2 separate regions of the Mus musculus genome follow, and region 1 is linked to region 2. The links are chromatin contacts, called in public HiChIP or PLAC-seq maps. All regions are on one chromosome and are shown on one strand. The core of a region is the stretch at or near the end of the contact, and the rest is flanking DNA. Distances in the headings are between cores, read along the strand shown.

The links. HiChIP or PLAC-seq counts read pairs in DNA pulled down with a chosen protein or histone mark.
Region 1: an H3K4me3 HiChIP or PLAC-seq map of embryonic stem cells shows a contact between it and region 2, with 4 times the contacts expected there. The contact joins the enhancer-like site here to the promoter of Pld1 in region 2. A contact is called at or near these places in 3 of 484 Hi-C or Micro-C datasets (embryonic stem cells, muscle stem cells and uterus), 5 of 115 datasets of contacts at active chromatin or transcription factors (embryonic stem cells, heart atrium, microglia and 1 more) and 1 of 9 other capture datasets (adipose tissue).

Annotation. Positions count from the first base shown.
Region 1 is chr3:28,016,462-28,023,829 of GRCm38.p6, reverse strand. All of the region lies in intron 2 of Pld1 (phospholipase D1), which reads right to left. Among named protein-coding and RNA genes, the nearest start is that of Pld1, 81 kb to the right of the region's middle. Within about 2 kb of position 3,244, at least 18 of the 459 cell types and tissues checked have an H3K27ac peak or open chromatin away from gene starts, as enhancers often do. A contact at or near this core is called in embryonic stem cells and heart atrium, where this site is marked.
Region 2 is chr3:27,934,020-27,940,850 of GRCm38.p6, reverse strand. Pld1 (phospholipase D1) reads right to left here and starts at 2,171. Exons shown (of 27, transcript NM_001164056.1): 1 at 2,101-2,171.

The DNA.
Region 1 (7,368 bases), core at 1,995-4,494, 82 kb before region 2:
CCTTCCTTGATTAATAAATAAGCTCAAATTCAGAATACAAAATAGCCTGGCATGGCATGGTAGCCCATTACAGCTTCTTAGAGACTGAGGCAGGCACATCTTTTTGAGTTCAAGGCCAGCCTAGTCTACATAGTGAGTTCCAGGCTAGCCAAGACTACATTAGGAAAATCCTGTCTAAAACGGAAAGAAAGAAAAGTAGAAAGAGAGAGAGAGTGAGAGGGAGGGAGAGAGAGAGAGAGAAAGGGGGGAGAGAGAAAGCAAAATGGAAGAAGGAAAGGAAAGAGAAAATGGAGGGTGAGAGAAAGGAAAGAAAAGAATAATGCATGCAAAATATATAATATATGAAAAGTAAGTAACATTTTCTTAAAGAAAATCAAGAGAATTTCCCACATTCAAATAAATAGATTTAAACATCATTTCTTATGCTTGATGAGACATCTGCCTCACAACCTGAGTTAGATCCTAGAACCCACGCTGCAGACAAGCCCTGACACCCAGAAGGCCTCCGTGCCACATGCAAATGCAATAACGAAAAGGACAAAGTGTCTAGGACGACACAACCTTTCTACACAGTGTCTGGGGCTGATTCCCTAGCAAGGTGCACTACCACTTAGAAATGTGAGGCTTTGGCCATGACCTTGCCTGAGTGGTGGAGTATGTGTCTCGAAAGGAAACAGATTCATATACCTGTTCATAAGGATACCAGAGGTGTTAGGATTGTCATTTCTCTCCCTCTTTTTAAGAAAGCTGGCTCTATTTCATCCTGACACCTAATAACATGAGTCATTGCACATCAGTGCTCAGAGAGAAGGCTTCAGATGGATTTTAGTTTTCGTTTAAAATATGGAGGGTTAAGCAGTGAGCACTGTCGTTAGAGCTGGATGAAAAATCCGTATTGCCCAAATCAGAAATCATCTCTGATCCAGTCAGGCCTAAGCTGGGAGTCTCACATGGCTAACTCTTCTGCGCATGCCCATTTCCTTCTGTAGCTCACCAACATTTAATTAGCACTCACTGTGTGTAAGAGAGAAGCAATAGCTAAAAATGTGAAGCCTGGCAGGCTGAGTTCAGCCTCTGGATCCATGATGGAAAGAGAGAACCAAGTCCCAGAAGCCATTCTCAGACCTCCATACGTGCCAGTGGCAAACGCATCCATGCACACATAGACACCTGCACACATAGACACTTGCACACATACACATGTGCACATACACACAAACATACTCATGTGCACATACACACAGGAAATGTGGCGATAAGTTAAAGAGCACCTGCTGTGAGGCGTGGGGAAACAGCTACACGTAATCCCTCGTTCATTCCAGGCTCCTCCAAGGGCTTGAACTTTCTGAGAAAAGGATGCCCTGAGAGGAAGATTCCTGGCAGGGTTCTCTCCTACAGGTTCTGTGGAGAGGCTGGGTGAGCCATGAGGAGCCAACTTAGTCAGCTCTTGCAATAACAAGTCTCCAAAACCTAGACTCTGCTGTGTCTGGTGGAGACCTTGTTTAGAAATGCAGAGGCAGGGTGGAGGAGGGAAGTTTGGGCTTGCCCTGTGTCTATGACTATATGTCAGTGTTCCCTGTGAACTGGCTAACCTGCCTCTCAGCTTTCTTTCTCTCCGTTGACTGTAAGGACATTTAAATCTGTTTTTACACCTTATCATTGTCAAACTATTGGGCTCTTGTTACCTGGATCTCTTCCTTTCAATTCCCTCTCTCCCACTCCCTCTCTCATTTCCAAATTATCTTTCCAAGTTTTGGAGATGTGCAAATTTCCTTGCAGGTGGGAATATTCCAATATACCCCGAGGTGAGCCTTTGTAAAGGTTGACTATAAAGGCATAAACAGGAAATAATATTTTCCTACAATTCAGTGTCCACAGGACAAAGCCATTTCAGCAGCTTCCTCCTCTACAAATCTCATTCCCAAGGTTCTTTAACCATAAAACCTTAACTCTATATAAGAGATACATACCATGAAGCCTGTTAGCCTCCAAGATAATTTCACTAATTTAACCATCTTCCTGTCTCCAGGAATTACTCCAAGTCATTTTGCATTTAAATAAGAGAGTGGGTGGTGGACCTCTTTTCAGCCTGCCTTACCTAATGAATGTTTGTTCAGCTTTCACTGGGGAGGTACTGCCTTTGGGCCACAGCTAAAATATGTGTTTCCTCTTCTCCTAATCCAACAAAGAGCCACTTGTTAGATGCCAACCTTGAGCCAAGTTTCCCATTATTTAAAAGGAAAGATAATGAGAAGAGGAAAGGAGATAAGAAAAACCAAGTCGGAAATTACATCATAGTGTTATTTGTTAATTTTTAAATATTTTAGAAATTTTTATTGATCAAATAGACTTATGATTAACTTTCTCAGCATAGCCTCTCTCTTTTGGCAAAGTCCTAGAATATTTTTTTAATGTAATTATCATACAGAAACTAATCTAGATGTTGGGGTAAGTAGAAGAAAGGCATTGATTTGAGCCAAAATAAATATCTCCTTTCTGGCTGAGAGAAAAGAAACATGTTAACACATGGAAACTGAAGGAAAAATAAGGAAAGAAACCAAGAATCAAAGAAGAGAAGATTATTCAGTATAAAGCATCTATTGTATTGTGAGCATAATTTTAGCGTAATTTTGTTGATTTTCTTTAATTTTATGTGTCATTTACTTCAGAGGTATGATTACGCTATGAAACAGGTATTTGTCCAAGGTCACAGAACTTGTGTCAAGGTCACCTTTTACATATTTTTCAAAGATTTATCTTTTTTTACTTATGTGTACGTATGCCCATATGTGAGTAATTAATTGCATGTGAGTGTTTAAGGAGTCTAGAAGGTGTCAAATCCCCTGGAGCTAGAATACCAGCCATTGTGAGGTACCCCATGTGGCTGCTGGGCACTGAACTCAGGTCTTATGCCAGCGTTGTACATGCTCTGTCTTGGTCAGTGTTCTATTGCTGTGAAGAGGTGCCATGACCATTCCAACTCTTGTAAAGAAGGCCTTACAGCCTCAGAGGTTTAGTTCATTGTCATCATGGCAGGGAACATGGAGGCAGGCAAGGAGACATGGTGCTGGAGAAGTAGCTGAGAGTTCTACACTCAGATCCACAGGCAGCAGGAGAAGAGAGACACTGGGTCTGGCTTGGGCTTTTGAAACCTCTTTCGACAAATTCCAGAGACACACATCCTCCAAGACCACCTCTCCCTGTCCCTCTGAAGTGGGGCCACTCCCTGATGACTAAGCATTCAAACTTCTGAGCCTATGGAGGCCATTCTTATTCAAATCACCACAAGCTCCTAACCAATGAATGATCTCTTCTATGAAGGACCGGCTTTTAAAAGCAGATGTGACTGGATCTAATGTATTACAAACCTAGTTACTGAGGTTCACAAGCATTGGTTTTATTTCATGGATTGAATGACTGGATAGTTAATCTTTTCTATGAAGTCTGTCCGCTCTGACAATAGGACATGTCCTCTAGTTTAAATACAACACCTTGAGGATCATCCGAACCCTCAGTCACTACAGTAATGGAAACATGTCAGGACAGCTCCCTGAATTTCCTTGATTCATAATATAAGACAATAAGAAATTTAGGGGACTACCAATTTGCATATTAGATCATGAAGGTTTTTCCACCAACCGTAGGAAATCGAAGGCATGTTTTGAGCATCACTGTCTTTTTTGGGTTCTTCACATTATGTCATGAATTACCCCACAATTCTGCCGTTGCTATTAGCTTTCAAAACCAACTGGTGAGCTCATGTTTATTCCTATGCTGTCAAATTTTCACTTATTAGTCAATGTGTTGTTTTAATTAAAGCAATTTATCTTGGAGGAGAGCAGCTGCCATGGTTACAGCCTGAGTTACCCAGCACTGGAACACGCCTGACCTTCAGTGTTAACATTTGAGATACATAGTTCATTATCTTATCTCTAAACTGTGGCTGGCTAGCGCTCTTTCTCTCTCTCTCTCTCTCTCTCTCTCTCTCTCTCTCTCTCTCCAAAGAAGAGAGATGATGCCAGCAGACAGATGAGAGCAGCTAGGCTGTGATTCTGTTACATGTGTATCGGGAGGTAAACAGGGTTCTTTTCCTTTCCTTTCCTTTTTTTTTTTTTTTTTTTTCCTCCTCATTCAGTGAAGAAAGCAGAGGAATAGAGTTTTCTTTTAATCTCTCAACAGGATTGAGAACAAGAACAGGGATTTTTCCTTCTTACATAATAAATACAATACTAGCTAAAATAACAGTAATATTGCCAGCTGTAGTCATTGATGTTAAGGTAAACATTAGTGTTAGTTAACATTTGCTAAGTATGTCCTACATGTCAGGCATTGTACAAAGGTATCAATTCCATAACTATCTTGGGAGCTGGGTCCCACTAGCAGCCATACCAGCTTAGAAAAGAGAGGCCACCTGCAGAAGGTCCCATGAACAGGTAGTGAGGAAGTCAAACTCTAACTCCAAAGTTCAACCAACAAGTAAACCATCCATGGCTAAAGGTAGGGGAGGGAAGACCACTGAGAAACCCTCATAATATGATTGAAGTATATCAAACACATCATATAAAAACGTAATAAACTAATACAAATATAATTTTAAAAGGAACAACAACAAAACCTCTAGCACTGCATTCTTTGAAGACAATTATGTCGTGATTTCTGCTCCCTTTCTAAGTAATCATGCTGTCGCCATGTTTTCCTTGTGATATTTGTGCTTAGCAAGAGAAATAAGCATAACAGATTTCAAAGCCAAAAAAACCCAAGTCATAACTATGTATGTGAATTATAGTCAAACCATTGAGGAGAACGTTAATGAATGGCTTCCCATAATTCATGATGACAGAACCATCCCCATCCCAGAGCTCTCTCTGATCACCCAGAAGTTACTATTATGGGATAGACTTGATGTTCCCTAAAGCATAGAAATCATAACCAAAAGTTCAAACTGACTTAAGTCTCTAGTAATGCTGTAAGACTTGAATAAATTTTTTTTTGAGTTTAACTGACTTTAAGTCAAGTATTGGGATACTTTACCTTCTAAACTATATATTGTGAGAAATTAAAACATGGTGGGGTTTTTTTCTTAAGCTTTTAATGTTTTCTTTGATTTTTGGTTTTTAAGAATATCACATCCACAAAGATCAGTGGGAAACCTGTTATGTCCCTTCATCAAAAAATTTAAATATCAGAGCCTGGAGAGATGGCTCAGTGGTTGCTCTTTTGTAGAACCTGGGAACAAATCCCAGTATCCACTTAGCAGCTCACAACCTCTATAACTCTGGTTCCAGTGGATCAGCCACCCTCTTCTGGCCTCCATAGGCATTGCAAGCATATGGTTCATATACGTACATTCAGGCAAAATGCCCACAATCAGGAAATAACAAAATAAAAATTTTAAATATTGAATTAAATGTCAGCAGTACAGGGTAAGGTCAGATGACCATGAAGGTTCTGTCCTTGCTATCAGAGAGTGGCCAATTGTCAACTCCAGAGTGTCAGTGTCACCTCTGTGAGCTGCACTGCCACTCCTAGCTGAGGAAGCCATGGCAGGGAGGTGCACCTACAGGCAAAGGTGACGCTGGTTGCCAGTGTACCCTCTAGCTCAGTGAAAAGATCTGTAAAGGGAAGCTTGCTTAGTAGTGGAAGTCTTCAAGGCTGCCTTGCTAGGATGTGTCCTGCCTTCCACCTCTACTTAGTTTCTCAAAGTAACAGGCCATCTTGCTTCTGTCCTTCTGGCTGGACCAGTCAGAGAATGGATCTATTAGCCAAGTCTTCTGACTTTTGGACTATAGCACACAAAATGGTAAAGAAACCAGTCAGCTTTCCACTGTAAAAAACAACCGTCGATGGAATTATACAGGAAGGGACTACCCATCATCCTCCCGGGCCCTCCGCACTGCTCATTAAATTCCTCCTTGGTCCTGAAATGGAACTGCCTGTGTGTTTTTCACAACACTGACTCTTGCTTGTTCCCTTGACAAGATCTAGAATTATCTGGGAGACAAGCCTCTGGACACTCGCTTGATAGGATTAACTAGAGTCTGAAGACCCACCCTAAATGTAAGTGGCAGTGTGGTGGTTTGAATGGAAAATGGTCTGCATAGGCTCATAGGTAGTATGAGCTTAGCAGGGTGGAACTTATTAGGAGGTGTGGCCTTGTTGGAGTGGATGTGGCCTTATTGAAGTAGGTGTGGCCTTATTGGGGGAAGTATATCACCTGGGAGCAGCTTTGAGGTTTCAGATGATCAAGCCAGGCCCAGTGACACTCTCTCTTCCTCCTGCCTATAGAACCAGATATAGAACTCTGCTACTACTCTAGCAACATGTCTGCCTGTGCACCACCATACTTCCCACTTGGATGATAATGGACTAAACCTCTGAACTGTACACAAGCCCCAATCAAATGTTTTCCTTAGGTGGTTCATTTTCTATTTTCTTTCCTTTGCGGTTTTAATTCTTATTTCATGTGTCAGTGTTTGTCTGAATGTATGTCTGTGGATTGTAAGTACACAGTGCCCAGAGAGGCCAGAAAGGAGTATCAGAGCCCTTGTGCCTGGAGTTACAGACAGGTGTGAAACACCGTGTGGGGGCTGGGAATTGAAATTGATTCCTCTTGAAGAGCAGCCAGTGCTCTTACCCAATGAGCCATCTCTCCAGCTCCTTGGTTAATTTCCCATTAGCAAATATCAATTAGTACTGTATCTCATTTACATACTTATGCTAATGATCCCTGACAACCATTGTCAACACTGACCCCAAGCAACCAGGGCAGCTTTATGACACAGAAGCAGCAATCAGTTCCCACAGATACCATTGAACCCTAAAGGCAGGAAAAACGATGCTTCTTGATTCATCCCCAAATTTCCCTAAATTCGTGGACCTCCCTGGGTGGTCTTCTGACCACCCATCTTGCCTGGCAAGAGCTTCCTTGTGCATTTCATCTGGGGCACCCTTGGCTCAGTATTTCCCTCCTTGTAGGAACTAGAAACTTCTAGTCTGTCTCAGTTCTTTGCTTCCAGAGGTGCATCCAATTGTCATGGGAAAATGATATCTACATTCACTGAGGTCCTATTCTGTGCCAACCACAGCGATGTGAGCAATATGCATCAAACACATTCTTTATACTGTCAAAGTCAGTCAAGAGTGGAAGGACGGACGGGAGCCTCAGCAGTACACCAGCGCTTCACACTTGTGCATGAGTGGCCTCTGATGTCCTGCTTGCCTTCCTAACATCTGTTCATACAGATTCTGGTAGTTGGCTTTATGTTGTTATAAGTTGTCAGGTATCTTTAGCTGCCCCATTGATGGAGGTTGGGCTTCCGTACTGTCTCCAAATACTTAACACAAGAGTTCTGCTGACCCACACAGACT
Region 2 (6,831 bases), core at 922-3,421:
GTGAGTTCCATCCAGGGTCATACAAGAGACTATATAAAATTTCTTTAAAGCTCTGTGAAAAGAATCCAACCTTACTCAGTGAGAAAACTGAAGCTTGCAATGCAGTCTTTATTAATAAGTGTTACTAAACCTTGTAAGGAAGTCGAGAAGTCCTTTGGGAATGGACTGGGGGGAGATGGTAGCACACTGGCAGAGCTGTGCGATCAAACATCTATTTTTAAATTGTAAAGATGGCAAAGTTACGTGTCTATTTTGATAAAATAAAAATAAAACTTAAAATTAAAAAAAAATGAAAAAGGGTAGAAATGGGACTGAAGCGATGGCCCAGCCATTAGGAGCACATCCTGCCTTTCCTTAGCATCTGAGTCCTGTTCACAGCGCCCAGTTTGAGCAACAGCCTCTTCTGGCCTTCTTAGGCACCATATGCACATAACCCACACCCAGGCCAGCATATTCACATCATTAAAAATAAAATAAATCCTTAAAACATGTTGAAATTAGAGGTAGGTGAATTGTCAGTGTAATGCTTTTCTCATACAGAGTTGCATAAGAGCATTCATACTACATACTAAGACCATACACAAATGCATTCTCGGTAAAGGTCTGATGAGCAGGCTGTCCATTAACTAGGCAGTACTCATCTAGTTATCAGTAAATCAATCAACCTAAATGAGCCTGTAGAGAACTTAACACCAGTGTGTGTAAAACGCTGATGCCAGAAACAACACAGCAAGGACACCATCTCCTCAAAACCTTCTCCACTCGCACTATTTATTTGAAAAGCTAATTGTACTGGCTCATAAAAATTCAGATACCCGCTTACATAACCATTTAAAAGGTCCCCACACACCATTTAAAGGCTGCTTACAAATTCAAGCTAAACAGTTGAGTACAAACTCACTCGTGGGCCACAAAGCACGTACTATGGAAAGAGATTCTTGCATAAGTAGGCATAACAGACTAGTTCAAACTAGGCTCTCTGCACCCGTCAGGCTTCCTTGACAGCACCTCTGACAGGTCAGGACTTCTGAATATCTCTCTGAATTTCCTGGGTAGCTAGTCTCCAGAGGCCCTGGGAAGGTCATAAGGAGTTGGCTAAGCTGAAATTGGTGGGCCTGGCTGTCTAAGAGCGCTCTTCGTCCTGTGGAAAGATCTAGAAATGGTCGAATGCAGAAGCTCCTGTGGTCCTTAAGATTATGTTTTGAGCTTCATGAAAGAAGGCCGCTGGCAGTGATCTGAGATTGGGAGGCGGGGGTGAGGAAGGCAAACGTAGGCGTGGCAGGTAGCCCTAGGGTATGGGGGAAAGGGCTGGCCAAATTCTAAGTCTTGACCTGTACTTAAGAGATGGAAGCAGGAGGGCCAGGAATGTCATCCTTGGCTACATAGCCTTTGAGTGCAGCCTGAGCTACAGAAGACTGTTTCAAACAAACCGTCCCATGGCTTAGAGACCTCCTAAGGTCCCTCCCTGACCCGGAACAGTCAGTCCCAAACATCTTGGGTCGGAGCTAAAATAGCAACTGCCTAACACAGGCCTTTCTTTTAATTGCTACCCCTGTCCCTCCTCCACTTCAGCACAGCACATCTTTGGCCCCGAGGCAGCAGCTGTGTGGCTCGGCGCCCGGCACTGTGCTTCAGCTGGACTCTAAGCCACTGGAATGCAGCACTTCCTGGTTGGTCCGGGATGTTGGTGCTGTCGCCATCCCGGTCAGCCCACAGTGCTAAGGAGCTCAGGGAGCGCGGGACGATCTAGCGGGAGCGAACAAATCTACTGAGCCCGGGACCCGAGGAGGTGGGGTGGGGTGCATCCTACAGAGGACGCCCCGGATCTGCAGGGACTTGAGAGTGGAGTGGGGCTAGGACATCAGCAGCTGACCCGGCTCTGCTCTCAGGGTAGCGGTCCTCGCCTGCGGTCAGTGTGCGCGCGGCTCTTGCCAGCGCAGACACTACAGGAATTAAGACTATGGGAGGGACTCCAGGGTTCCCAAGGGAACTTCAGGGACAGGGCTGGTGAGAGGGGCAAGAGAGGCGGGATGAAGCACGAGGACCGCGAACGTCCTGCGGGCTCAGAAGTCCCGCAAGCCTGGCCCCGGCAGCTCCTACCTGCGGGCCTGGGGCGCGGGCACACACTCTGCGGCGGCGGCGACTTCGGGGGTCCCCGCGCAGCTGGCGCAGCTGGGGCCGCGGAAGAAGGGCGGGCGCTGGGACTCGCCGCCCGGAACTCGGCCGGTCTGCAGGGTGGGGCGGGGCGGCGCCGGCCAGCCTCGGTGACAGCCTCTGCCGCCGGCCTTCCTCCATGCCTCGGTTCTAACACTTTCTTCTGTCCAAGTGTCCTAACTCAGCCACAGTTATCCGCGGGGCGCAGGGGCGCACGCAGGCGTTGTTCTTACCAAGTTCACTTCCCTGGTCTCTGAGCCCAATCCTTGTCCAAGACTGGCCCGCAAGTTACAAGCCAACAGCGAGCCAACTGGTGAAATATTCCTGCCCTGAAGTGACTTGCTTAATTAGGGGCTTTGTAGAGGTCAACTGTGGCCTTCCTGCAAATCCCACGGGTAGGTCTTGGTAGGTGTTATTGCCTGTTTATAAGGAAACTGAGGCTGGCAAGTAAAGAACCAGCCTGACCCTAAGCTTGCTGGAGCCAGCAATCTCTTCAGTCCCCAAAACTGCCCGTGCTTGTCCCCCCAGACCCCCCTTCTCTCTCTCTCTCTCTCTCTCTCTCTCTCTCTCTCTCTCTCTCTCTCTCTGTGTGTGTGTGTGTGTGTGTGTGTGTGTGTGTGTGTTGTGGCGAGTGTTCGGTTGGTTAGTTTGAAGTTAGGTCTCTGCTGTATACCTGGTTGGCCATGAAGAACAGGTAGAACTCAAACTACATGATCCTCCTGTCTCAGTCACACATCGCCCTCACACTTCTCACTCCCACTTGCCATCAGTACTGGGTCTAATTCAGAAATGTTAGAGAGAAAAGTAAAAATAAAATGGGAGGAGAACGAGAAAGTCCCATTACCCCGATGGAACTGTCCGCACAGTAACTTTGCCGTTTTAATACACTTAAGAGAGTCGTCATCAAGGGAAATCCAGTGGCTGGGTGGTGTGAATAGCAATCCTTTGGGAATATAATTTTGAACACAAGTCAGTTCCAAAACTGGTTGCACAACACTGCTTCCAGCCAAAACCCAAAGATGCAACAGTTAGTTTCCTGTACATCAAATTGCTGATGCTGTTGGTCTTTTGAAATTGTTTATTGAGTATTATACAGTGAGACAGACCCAGTTACATAATGTCTTACCATGCCCATGGCACTGCATGAAATGAAAAATATAATATTTCTGTCCAGACAGAGGAGGAGTGAAATTATAGCGCGGGGCTCAGTTTTCAAGTAACCTGGAGCTGCCCAGCCCTCCCTGACTGCATTCTTCTCTTTTGAGCACATCTTTCCTAATGATTGCAGAGTCGGGCAGCCGTCACTCTTTCCTTGTTGACAGAAATAATTGATGCCTTTTGAATCCTATGATTCTGACAGATTTTTGCAATTATATGCACAGCCTTCTGAGCAAACAGGGTCTTGCCTAAGAGGGGTTTGGCAAGACTATATAACAAGGAAGTAACTGAAAAGCTGCATATGTCTCCTTCCTCCCTTCCTCCAGTTTATTAATTTCAGATGATTTGATAAGTGTGTGCCTAGGAGTAACCGCACTCTTACAAGCTTGTCTTTAGATGGTGTGAGACATTTGGTTGAGAAGCACCAGGCTGTACAAATTACATCCTGATTTCTTAAAAGTCGTCATTGAAACTTTTGGCATCAACACATAACAATAGGTCTTTCTGTTACTATTGTAATTATAAATAAGACAACTATCATACAATGACTGGAATTCTGCCCCAAAAGGTAGGAAAGTGAAAAGATTACCACAGGTCACCACCCCACAGGGAAGTGAAGCCCTAGCGAACACGCATCTTAGACATACTAGAATCCTGTAGATCATTGTTACACTCCTTGGAGAGTTTGTGATAGCTATTTCTTTTCAGGGGTGTCAAGAAAAACAAACGACCAAGAAGAGGGTTTCCTCCTGTTTGAGCCAGCCTGACCTACAGAGGTAGACACTGGAGTTGGGGCGGGTCAGACTAAGAAACCCTGTCTCGATCTCAAGTCGTGTGGTGTTTAATCTTCATTATCAGCCAGATTAGGCCACTGTGACTGGCTGCCCCAGTCTTATGCCACAGGTCTTTCCTGCCAGGATGGACTGTACACCTCACACTGTGGCCCAAAAGAACCCTTCCTCTCTATAGCTGCTCCTCAGCTAGTGATAGCGATGAGAAAAATAGCTAATATAGAAATACATCTCAAATGTGCAGTTTGATCACACAAGATTTTTTTTCTAAACATGTTCAATACTTCATCTTCTCTTCTGAATATAGGTTTACTTTATAATGTTTGCACCTTTATTTTTGCAAAAATACAAAGTTTTATAGTCCCTTAGAGGAACAATTTTAATGAAAAAATACTTTTTTTTAATGTACAAAACTGAGCATTTTACCTCAACTCATAGCATGGAAGAAAAGCTAAATTGTTTGTTAATATAAAGTTGGGTGGGTGACTTACTTACAGTGTACTGGGGACAACACTGCATAAAATAGATGCAGATGGAGAACGGGAAGCATAGGGTCTATCTCAGGCAATGAGCCCAGTCTTAGCAGAGGTTTATTGCTGTGAAGAGACACCATGACCGTAGCGGCTTCTATGAAGAAAAACATTAAATTGGGGCTGCCTGACTGTTTAGAGGTTTAGTGCGCTATCCTCACATAGGAAGCATGGCAGCCTGCAGGCAGAGCTGATGCTAGCGAAGGAGCTGAGAGTTTCATGTCCAGATCCAAAGTCAGCAGGGAGAGAGAAAGAGCTTCTGGAACCTCAATGCCCAGCTCCCAGTGACACACTTCCTCTAATAAGGCTACAAGTCCCAATCCCTTAAACCGTGCCACACCCTATGAGTCTGTGGGGGACCATTCAAATTCAAATCACTCAAGCTCAAAGAATGGAGGCCCACCAATTGCCTGCCCCACAGCTCCCATTCTGTTTGGAATTGGCATTGCCTCTGAATTATAAACAGAGGAGTGTGATATGCAGAGACTCAAATTCTGGGTTCAAATTCTGTTAACAAGTTCAGAGCCAGAAATGGTGATCCTCACGTTTGATCTCAGGACTTGGGAGGCAGAGGCAGGAGTGTCTCTTTCGTTCAAGATCAGCCTGGTTGACATAGTGAGTTCCAGGACAGCAAGGCCTGCACAGAAAGACTCGTCTCAAATAAATAAAAGGAAGGAGGAGGAGGAGGAGGAGGAGGAGGAGGAGGAGGAGGAGGAGGAGGAGGAAGAGGAGGATGAGGACCTTTTTCTACAGCCATAGTCATGGCAAACTTCGCTTTGGCAGCATTTCTTTTTTTTTTTTTTAATTAGGTATTGTCCTCATTTACATTTCCAATGCTATCCCAAAAGCCCCCCAAACCCCCCCCTACTCCCCTACCCACCCACTCCCACTTCTTGGCCCTGTCGTTCCCCTGTAATGGGGCATATAAAGTTCGCACGACCAATGGGCCTCTCTTTCCACTGATGGCCAACTAGGCCATCTTTTGATACATATGCAGCTAGAGTCAAGAGCTCCGGGGTTCTGGGTAGTTCATATTGTTGTTCCACCTATAGGGTTGCAGATCCCTTCATCTCCTTGGGTACTTTCTCTAGCTCCTCCATTGGGGGCCGTGTGACCCATCCAATAGCTGACTGTGATCGTCCACTTCTGTGTTTGCTAGGCCCCGGCATAGTCTCACAAGAGAGAGCTATATCTGGGTCCTTTCAGCAAAATCTTGCTAGTGTATGCAATGGTGTCAGCATTTGGAAGCTGATTATGGGATGGATCCCTGGATATGGCAGTCTCTAGATGGTCCATCCTTTTGTCTCTGCTCCAAACTTTGTCTCTGTAACTCCTTCCATGGGTGTTTTGTTTCCAATTCTAAGAAGGGGCAAAGTGTCCATCCACACTTTGGTCTTCGTTCTTCTTGAGTTTCATGTGTTTTGTAAATTGTATCTTATATCTTGGGTATTCTAAGTTTCTGGGCTAATATCCACTTATCAGTGAGTACATATCATTTGAGTTCTTTTGTGATTGGGTTACCTCACTCAGGATAATGCCCTCCAGGTCCATCCATTTGCCTAGGAATTTCATAAATTCATTCTTTTTAATAGCTGAGTAGTACTCCATTGTGTATATGTACCACATTTTTTGTATCCATTCTTCTGTTGAGGGGTATCTGGGTTCTTTCCAGCTTCTAACTATTATAAATAAGGCTGCTATGAACATAGTGGAGCATGTTTCTTTCTTACTAGTTGGAACAACTTCTAGATATATGCCCAGGAGAGGTATTGCGGGATCCTCCAGTAGTACTATGTCCAATTTTCTGAGGAACCGCCAGACTGATTTCCAGAGTGGTTGTACAAGCTTGCAATCCCACCAACAATGGAGGAGTGTTCCTCTTTCTCCACATCCTTGCCAGCATCTGCTGTCACCTGAATTTTTGATCTTAGCCATTCTGACTGGTGTGAGGTAGAATCTCAGGATTGTTTTGATTTGCATTTCCCTGATGATTAAGGATGCTGAACATTTTTTAAGGTGCTTCTCAGCCATTTGGTATTCCTCAGGTGAGAATTCTTTGTTTAGCTCTGAGCCCCATTTTTTAATGGGGTTATTTGATTTTCTGGAGTCCACTTTCTTGAGTTCTTTATATATATTGGATATTAGTCCCTATCTGATTTAGGATAGGTAAAGATCCTTTCCCGATCTGTTGGTGGCCT